2 separate regions of the Triticum aestivum genome follow, and region 1 is linked to region 2. A link is a contact called in public Hi-C data. All regions are on one chromosome and are shown on one strand. The core of a region is the stretch at or near the end of the contact, and the rest is flanking DNA. Distances in the headings are between cores, read along the strand shown. Region 1 holds the start of LOC123182177 (ferredoxin-6, chloroplastic). Region 2 holds the start of LOC123159358 (NAC domain-containing protein 90).

The links. Hi-C and Micro-C count contacts between places; a contact is called where the count stands out from the background.
Region 1: a Hi-C map of leaf shows a contact between it and region 2, with 3 times the contacts expected there. The contact joins the promoter of LOC123182177 here to the promoter of LOC123159358 in region 2. A contact is called at or near these places in 2 of 5 Hi-C or Micro-C datasets (both in leaf).

The regions. Positions count from the first base shown.
Region 1 is chr1D:373,952,320-373,957,559 of IWGSC CS RefSeq v2.1, reverse strand. LOC123182177 (ferredoxin-6, chloroplastic) reads left to right here and starts at 2,719. Exons shown (of 2, transcript XM_044594654.1): 1 at 2,719-3,059; 2 at 3,659-4,437. The coding sequence starts at 2,734. The coding sequence ends at 4,124. It overlaps LOC123182176, which reads left to right. Exons shown (of 5, transcript XM_044594653.1): 5 at 1,873-2,335. The coding sequence ends at 1,898.
Region 2 is chr1D:373,796,189-373,800,992 of IWGSC CS RefSeq v2.1, reverse strand. LOC123159358 (NAC domain-containing protein 90) reads left to right here and starts at 2,031. Exons shown (of 3, transcript XM_044577188.1): 1 at 2,031-2,215; 2 at 2,303-2,592; 3 at 2,897-3,815. The coding sequence starts at 2,059. The coding sequence ends at 3,211.

The DNA.
Region 1 (5,240 bases), core at 1,470-3,969, 160 kb before region 2:
ATAGTTTAATATCCTCAACATTCACTCTCTTTTTTATTTACCATTGCATTATGTCAATTAAGAGAACACAGAAGATAAGCTGCATTATATAAAGAAAAAAGTCCATTTTACTACCCTGAAGAAAATGGTTGGTTCACATAACCCCCTGATCATTTTTTCTGCTCCCTTAACCCCCTGATCTGTCCAATACTGTTTAAAAATAGTCTTGGGTTGGTTTGTTTAAGTGGTTTGCTGATGTGGATGTGGTCAAAGTGGTTTGTTGACCAGTAGGGCCCTGTCGTCAGGTGAAGAGGGCAGCCGGCGCTCAGTCCTCATCCTCGGCCGCCTACGGTGGGTTCTCCCCCTGGCCGGCTGCCCCAGCAGCGCCACGGCCGACCACGCCGTCGTGGGCTTCGGGGACGACCTCCAGCGTCTACTTCCTGGCCACCAGTTCTCCCGTCGTGCTTTCCTACGGCCCGGCTCTCCAGTCGGCACTCCACGACTACCCCTCCCTTCTCTCCCAGCCGATGGGGACGAGGCTCTCCTCTAGACGAGGCCACCATGGGACTGCTTCAGTCGACGGCATCCCCACGCTGCCACCATAGACACAAGTCCGGAGCTCCCCGAGCACCCGCGGTCGCCCCTGCAAAGCACCAACCGTGGCTGCCATGTGAGCCTCTGCAGGCGCCGCTCCGGGAAAGCCACGCTTCACCGCTACCACCGGCCAGCGCGGCCCCACAACAGTGTGCGCCTGTGCGCAGCCTCTCCTCGCCGTCGCTCCCTGGCGCTGTCCAGGCCCGCTCCGGCGACCCTGTGGTCTGTGCGCGCGCACAGGCGAGGCGCATCATGGCCAGGAGTCAAACTGCCTCCGGTGCTCCACAGCCTCCTCCAAAGTTCACGCGCTAGCGCTAGGTGAGCCCGGAGCTCGGTCACCGTTGTGGTTGGCGCACCGCCACCGGCTGACTGACCAGTCCGCTAGCCTAGGTTGCACCGCCATGGAGCCGCGCCACATGCTGCGTCCCGCCGCTGGCTTGCTCGTTCCTTGTCGGAAGAAAATTGCAGCGGAGGCAGGGCATCAGCAAGACTGGCGTGCACCACCATGCTGGGGACCAAACTGCATAAGATGCTGGTTGCCTGGTTGGGCCTCCTCTGCTCTGCGCCCACGCTCGCCGTCGTTCGGCCACGAGGCTTGGTGTGGCCGGCTGATAGAGTTTCTAGCTTTTAGGGGCTTTTCTGTAAAATTAATGCCACAGAGAGTATGTCCACGTCAACACTGGTCAACAAACTGCTTTGACTACGTCCATGTCAGCAAACCACCTGAGCAAATCACCCATAACTATTTCTGAACGGTATCGGATAGATCAGGGGGTCAAGGGAACAAAAAAAGAAAGATCAGGGGGTTATATGAACCAACCATTTTCTTCAGGGTAGTAAAATGGACTTTTTTCTTTATATAAACTAAAACAACTCGACCAATAGACATTAGCACCCAGGGTGTTTTTTAATAGAAGTGAGGCACCCTGTGAAGGCTGTGCCTCAAACATGGGTGGGCAAGCTCACAGACACGCGCTCTCACTCTATGTGAATCAAGACAATAGAAAAGATTGGACCAAAGCATCCATGATGATGACAACGTTCTTTTGTAGGCAACACACATTATTGCTCACAGACTGTTGATCGGTCAAGTTTATCAATTTAACGTTCTTTGGTAGGCAACGTATATTGTTGCCAGCTGTTAGTACTGTTCACATATCTTATATCTCAGATCATATATTTACATAACCTAACGGGCAGCAGTTAGTTCTTTACCTGCATCAAACCAAGCTAGTATTCTCCATAAGATGTATCTCTCTGTAAGCGTCCTCAGCTGATATGATTTCGTCCATGTTGCAGGCTTGCTGGTTTTGCATGTCAAGTGAGGTGAATGCTGCGACATGTATCTAATTTTGGTCCCTGTGCATGTAACAATCACCGTTATGTACGTATGTATCAGCCGCTGCGTTGCATCGCACCAATCAGTCTGTCTGATGGATGGTTCCCTATGAAGAAGGATCCATAGGCTTCTGATCGCGGCATGACACAGACAGAGGTTTGCCCACGTTTTTGCGCAGTTGATAACTGTGGTTGGCTCCTCGGTGGCATGACCCGGCACCAGAGGATGCTGTGATACTCCCGCTAATTGTCATTTTCTGGCTCCAAAACCACTGTACCATGCTGATGCCATTGTGCTAATCAACGATTGCCAGATCGGTGAGATGAACAGTTACTGCAGATTTTGATTGATTGTGGCAACCTCAATGTTAATATATTTCTCGCGAAATGAAAACTCCACTCGAACGGAGCTGATTCATTGCTATATTCTGAGTTGTAAACTGCCTGCCTCTACCTGGTGATTAAATAACATAAATCTGCTTTGCTCATGGTGCCCAATCTCTGTTGTGCTATGTTTTGCGTGATTTGACCCCTATCAAGCCTGATGTGCGGCTCTGACTGCGCTAGTCCGCTTTGAGTTTGTCTGCTTGATGCGCCTTTGATTCTCCTTTTTTAGTGGAACCGGCGCGTGGGTCCCCGGTGTCAGCAGGGGCTGCCCACCTACCCGCTTGCCCGATCCGGCCCCTGAGCCCTGCCAAGCGGCGCGCCCCACGCCGAGAGCGGCCGCCTGATCTAATCAGAGCCGTGAACTAAACTACTCCAGTGACGATCCCTCTCGAAATAAGAAGCAGAGGAAAAATTGGCCTAGGTCGCCCTGGCGCGATGCTTTGGCACTCCACACCGGCCAGCCGCGGCCTTTCGCCCAAGCCGCCAGCCGCGGGGAGGCGACCCACGGCCCACCCAGCGCGAGGACGGAAGAGGCGCGTGCCCGGCAGCCAGGGCCAGCGGGCAGACAGACAGAGCCGAGCACTGCAGCAGAGAGTCTGCCACCCCTCCCCCCTATTAATAAGGCGCCGTACGCGTGCTGGCCACCTCACCACCCCCCACAGCATCTCGCGATCCCAAAGTCCAACCAGCCTCCGCCGCCTCTCCTCGCCTCGCCTGCGAGATCAGCGCCGCCTTCTCCCCCGTCTGTTTCGTCGGAGGAGGTACGCACCCCGCCTGTCGATCCGCCACCCTCTTCGCTTCCGTGTTGATTGATCGATCGCACGCCGCGCCCCGCTCGCCGCTAGGCTGCCCCGTTGTTTGTTGCTGTAGATCGCCGCCTTGGTTGTGATGCGCCCCCGGCTCCAGTGTCATGTGCCGGCGACCGGCGAGTCCATGCGCTCGCCGGATCTGTGCCTGGTCGATAGGTTTTTGGCCCTTAGCACCGTACTACTGTCCATATCATGCTGAACTCTGGAAAGTGGGGACAGAACTGGCTTTTGTACAAGAAATCCACTTGCCAAGTTATTAGGGGCTTCTAATTTGAACCGGTTTAAATCGGGACAGTGATTTGGTGTTGGTGTTGTTCTACCAGACAACCACATACTCTGCTGTACCTGTGAATGTGCCATCCGGGAAATGGACCACTCTTAAGCTTTGCAGATAGGACTAATGTTGATCATATGCATGATTACAACCTAAAAGCTGTGCAGCTAGGAATTTTGGTGATCATAATAGCAGTATATGATTACAAGTTTACAAAGTTGTGATACTTAATTCTGCCGTTATACTTTATTTCGACCTAATTCTGTGTTTTCTTCAGTATCAGCAAGATGTCAACTGCCACTGCTCCAGGAGTGTCCTTTGCTAAATTCGGGTCTGGTTCCCGGGCTGTTGCTCCGGCGATCAGGAGCGCTTCCTTCATCGGTTACGCCAAGCAAACACCAAACTTGTCTGGCCTAAGGATGTCAAACAAGTTCAGGGTGTCTGCCGCGGCCGTGCACAAGGTGAAGCTCATAAGCCCAGACGGTGAAGAGCACGAGTTTGAGGCCCCTGAAGACACCTACATTCTCGAGGCAGCTGAAAATGCTGGAGTGGAGCTGCCATTCTCCTGCCGCGCCGGATCGTGCTCCACATGCGCGGGCAAGATGACTACCGGGGAGGTTGATCAGTCGGAGGGCTCCTTCCTCGATGAGAACCAGATGGGTGAGGGATACCTTCTGACCTGTATTTCATACCCCAAGGCGGATTGCGTCATTCAAACCCACCAAGAGGAGGAACTCTACTAGTTGTCTCACATGTGCTTGTGTGGCACAATTGTTGAAGTTCCATGGCGGATTCGTTGTTCAGTTGCCTTCTGTTATTATCTAGAGAGATGGCTAGGTGGGTGTATCTTCCTGGTGATCAGTCCGGTCTTTTGATGAGATCGTTCTATATGAGTTGTGACAATAATTGATGTAAAATGGTTTGTCAATCCAAACTGCATCTGTTTAGATTGCAGCAATTCGAACTACCATACACTGTTGGAGGTCTTGAAAACATGTTGTACTTATGGGTCACTTCCTTGAGGAATTATATTTGGCCGCTCCTCTGTTTGCATTATGTTTTGGTTACTTGAATGGATGTCAGGAGTTCAGAAGTCTGAACTTTTTAGTCTTTGCATTTTAGATAACTATAAATAGCTTGGTCCTAGCGCGGGAAACCGTGAGACGATACTCCATAAGAAGGCATCTTATGAATTTTGATATTGTGTTCCCTCGCTAAAATGGAAAATGATACGAGTAGCACTGTTTGTTAGCCTTTCCTCTGGCCTCTGCTCCATCTCATTGTTCTTTAGCTTGTCTTTGCCAATTCCAACTTTCCAAGTCACGTTGGTCAGTTCAGTTAACACAGTGATTCAGACTAAGGTGGCTCTGTTCATGCTCTATCTTTCAGTTAAATAAACTACTACTAACTGAAACGGTTCGATGGAGGTTCCTTCCAGTAATCCAGTCCACATAATTTATACTTTCGAGGCTAACGTGTCCTTTGTCACGCCGTTCTTCGTTCATGGGATCAACTCTTTTTTCTCTAGCAGGTTATTTTGTTGGCTGTTTCGTTTTGGTTTATCTACGCTGGCTTGAATTTTAATAATGTTTTGACGATGTTCTTTTCATTCGTATATCAAGTTGGGCTTCTGTTGGGGACGATATTTGTTCTGAGAGAAGAGTGGAGTTATTAGGTGCATGGTTGTGGAGTCCTCGCACGTTTCGGCCTCGATGTCAGTCGATGTTGATTATGTGAGCCCTTTGGGAGCTCTCATTTCACGTTGAAACAATGAATTGTTGTTATAGCGCTCACATGGGCTAGCACATGAAACTCTCGCTCCCAGCTCAACTGCCTCCCTGATTACTCGCTTAGCTTTT
Region 2 (4,804 bases), core at 782-3,281:
TCTAAAATGCATGGCGGCCTAGGTATTCTCAACTTGGAAAAATTTGCTACTGCCCTTCGCATCCGGTGGTTGTGGGGAGCTTGGACGGATCCAAGTAAGCCTTGGGTAAACTTGGGGAACCCGTGTGATGACAAAGATAAAGACATATTTGCTGCTGCCACCAAGGTTCTGATTGGAGATGGGATAAGGGCTTCGTTTTGGGAGTCTGCTTGGCTGAATGGTATGAGACCCAAAGACATCGCGCCAAATATTTTTGTGATCTCTGCAAGAAAAAACTGCACTGTCCAGAAGGCCTTACATAATAACTCATGGGTCTCCAGAGTGGACATTGGTGGGAACCTTGATGTGAACCACATAGCCGAGTTCGTCAACCTTTGGAGTGAGCTATCACACATTCACCTCAACCCCGGCGTGGCTGATTCAATTTCCTGGAAGCTCACCAATGATGGCCAATATTCGGCGGCGACGGCATACCGTGCACAATTTCTTGGCCTTATCGACTCAGATATGCCTCTTTTGGTCTGGAAGAACTGGGCTCCTCCCAAATGCAATTTTTTTGCTTGGTTGGCCATCAACAATAGGATTTGGACGGCAGACCGGCTTCAGCGTAGGGGCCCAACTGTAACCTTTGCCCGCTATGCAAACAAACGCCAGAATCAGCAGCTCACCTTCTCTTCCAATGTCGTTACACGGTTAGAGTTTGGGGAATGATCAAAACATGGCTCGGTTTACATGATGTCCATCCTACGAATTGGGGAGGCATGGTTTCCGTCAAGGAGTGGTGGCGCAACATAACTTCCGGGAGGTCACAATCTCGAAGGGCACTTCTTTCCCTTATGCTTCTTATCTCTTGGGAAATTTGGAAAGAGCGAAATGCACGTGTGTTCCGCAGCACGGCAATTCCGGTCGGGGTGCTTGTGACTCGCGTCAAAGCAGAAATTTCGCTGTGGTGCCTTGCCGGGGCGAAATATTTGTGTAATATAATGCCGCGAGAGTGATGCTTGTAATCTGATCTTTTGGCCAAGACTCTTAAACCTTCTTCTTATTCAATGAAAATGGCAAGCCTTTTGCCTTGTTTCAAAAAAATAAATAAAAAGGAGAGGTACATCTGTCTATGAAGAAACTATGTTTTCCAATGAACAACTGCCCAAAGCTTTTGGCATGAAAATCACAATTTTAGGCTGCGAGAACATTGGCTTCAGAGAAATGGCAAGATCTTCAGAGCTTTACAATCCTGTATCCAAAACTGGAGATCAGCTCTAAAAAATGATCTCAAGCTTGTTCAATTCAAAATCAAGGAGAAGCATGCAGATTTTTGTATTCACAGTCAGGGGCGGAGCTAGAGAGAAGATGACCAGGTGTCCTAGCAATATGATCACTCATATTTGTCATCTAAAGATGAGGCGTCACACACTATATTTTGCATCAAACTTACAAAGAAAACATCCTGCACCTAGTGTCCTGTGCACCCGAGTAGCTCAACTTGGGTACGCCCTTGTTCACAGTGGATAGACAATAATCTCTATCTTATGGAGTTCATACATAGAGCAGGAAGTAGATAATTCTGTTTTACCCCTTTGGACCTTTTTTGTTCCTCTCTTTTCTCCTCACCCATGTAGCATATTCTTTACAATTATATGAAAAATATACCTTAGAACAATTGTTCCAAGGCTCGAAAAAAAATATCTACATCTACATTATTTTCATGTTACTCTTTCCGTGCCACGCCCACGCGTAGTCACGTCATTTGGAAGATGGTGACCGGTGTAGGCAGCCAGGCTAGTTAAATCCAAAACTGAATCAACACTCGTTAACTAAGACTCTTATATAAGTAAGTATAACTAAGAAAAGTGAAATATGAACACGGCTGAGACTGACCGAGTCCTTCCTCCCCACCGCACACCGCAAACTCCCCACTCTCTCTCGCTACGTTTTTCCACAGCAGCATGAGAAATTTCTCCCTCGCGCCGTCCTATATAACCCCACGCTCCACAGACGTAGACCACACACGCAGTTCCCATTCCATTCGAGCTCCACAATATCGACTGGACGTGTGCCATGGGCGAGCTGCCTGCCGGGTACCGCTTCTACCCTACGGAGGAGGAGCTGGTGCGCTTCTACCTCCGGCACATGCTCGACGGCCGCCGCCGCGGCGACATCGAGCGCGTCATCCCCGTCGCCGACGTCTGCTCCCTCGACCCCTGGCAGCTCCCAGGCACGAACCAAGATATACACATGTGTAATGCACTGCTATTAGCAGCGAACTGCTATCATTGCTAACTGAATGTGTATGTGCGTGCAGAGGTGCACCGGGGAGCGTGTGCAGGGCACGGGGAGCCGTGGTTCTACTTCTGCGCGCGGCAGGACCGGGAGGCACGGGGCGGGCGGCCCAGCCGCACGACGCCGTCAGGCTACTGGAAGGCGGCGGGCACGCCAGGGTTGGTCTACTCCGCCGATGGCCGCCCCGTCGGGACCAAGAAGACCATGGTGTTCTACCGCGGCCGCGCACCGGCCGGAGCCAAGACCAAGTGGAAGATGAACGAGTACAGGGCCTTCGACGACGACGGTGCTGATGCCGCCGCTCGGCTCCAGGTAATTAACAAATATAAACGCGTTTTAGTTAGATGATGATACTCAGTCCTAGTAGTATATTAGAATCACAAGTTAATCACAAGTTGCCATTCTTTTCGCCAATTCGCCATATGCCGGATGTTCTTTCATGCAGTGAAGAGCCATGATCGAATGCTGATTGCGAAAGCTGCCTGTGGCTAATTTGCTATACATACGTGCCCGTGGTCAACTGGTTATTTGAGACGTGAAGAGATATGCAAATCAGCTACTAGCAGTTACAGCATCTTTAAATGTTTATTTATGCATTTTTTGTGCTTGTTTGTAGGTGAGGAGCGAGTTCAGCTTGTGCCGGCTGTACACAAGGTCAGGCAGCTTGCGGCAGTTCGACCGCCGGCCGTGCACTGCCGCCGCCGGAGGATGCCGCTCTGAGGACCCGGCGTCGTCGTCCGCCGCGCTTGCGTCGCCCAATCAGGATGTTGAAGTGGGAAAGGGTCAGAAGAGGAAAAGGCATGCAGCCAACGACGTCCCGTCGTCCAGCGACGCCTACCGCTCCGTGCAGCAGCAGCAGAAGCAGGGAGGCGCCGATGAGGAGCTCGCCGACGGCATGACCGACTGGGCAGAGCTCTTTGACTGGGTCTAACACATGGATGATGAAGCTCTTAAACAAGATTTGATTCATTAAAGATTCATTTAGAAAAATAAACACAGATTTGCACTAAAGCTTTAGATGAGCTACTTAATTCTTTATTTCTTTAAAAAAAATGCCGTCACCATGATGCCATTTCTACGTACGTACTATCATTTCCCCTGTGGAATTTAACAATGCAGCGGGGCGTTTTGGCTCTCAGGTCCAGGTGAACCCGAAATCTGAGCCGCCCAGGCAAGCATCGAGATCTGTTCTGCAGGTCACTGTCAAAGGAATACATGAATTCAAAACGATGTATACGCTGCAGGCCACAGTGTACGTACTGACAGTTCCCGACGGGGGAGCGGACGGACGTTGGCTCTGTTAAGGGCTTACTCTGGACCTGTACCTGGTCACGTGGTACAGATATTTTGTTTGGACGCCCTCATGTCAGCCATCCCCATATGTCAGGTGAAAGTAATGAAGGATGACGGATAGAAATATTGATTCGGTTTCTGGTTCAAATAAATAAATTAAAAAGATGATAGAGTACGGGTCAAGAGATAAAAACTAAAGGAAAGCTTGTCACAGACGTAGTTCATGGTGATTTTTGCAACAACAAAAAAAACTTAGACAACCCCGCCGCCCGCGCGAGCCACCATTGGGGTCCAACGCCGCCGCCCGCCTGCACCGCCGCCATGGAGGCGACCAACGCCGGCCACCCGCGCAGCTCGATCACCGTCGCCCACCTACGTACCTTGCCTACCACCGCCCACGGGAGCGACCAGCGCATCCACCCTCGGGCCCAGCGCCACCGCCCACCTGCGCTGCTGCCATGAGGGCGACCACCGCTGCCCACCTGCGCCACATAGGCGACCACCGCTGCCACTCGCAGGACCAGCCACTTCGTCTGATTCGGCTGCCGGCGCCGCCGATTATTGTTGTACAGTCAAGATTGTCATTGTATGATCTGAAATATACAATCAATATATAGTGAACAGTCAAATATACAGTCAAGAGTGTTAAACAGTGACTGCATTTATGCTAATGAACTAGTGAACTCACAACAAAAAAAATACGGTTCTAAAAATTCCGAGATCTAATAAATCTACTTCTTGAGTTGGTTCTGGCTTGCAAGAGTACAATCCTACTGGACATATATAGCAGAGGTTAGTCAGAACCAAATTGTCATTGTGGTTTCAGTACACGAATTGAGTGATAGTGGGATCGAACAACCACAAGTGTCATTGTCATTGTGGTTTCAGCAAAAATAAAATATCTGCTGGCTTATCAAACCAGCAAAAAAAATACAGGTTTTTGAGTTCCACTAGAATTGTCATTTTGCAATTAAAGTGAGATGAGAACAAGTGAAGTACTGAATGTGTTTGCATGATTCAGTCAAGTTTCATCCATATCATTGTCATTGTCACTGTCATTGAATGATTCAAAGTTTCACTAGAATTTGATTTTGCAGCACACATTGTGATTTAGTCAAGTTTCGCCCAGAATGACAAGTTAAACTTGACTGTCAAGTTTCATTCATTTCTGTTTGTGCATGGTTCAGTCTAGGTTCACTAGAATTTGATTTCGCAGTACCAATTTCAAACA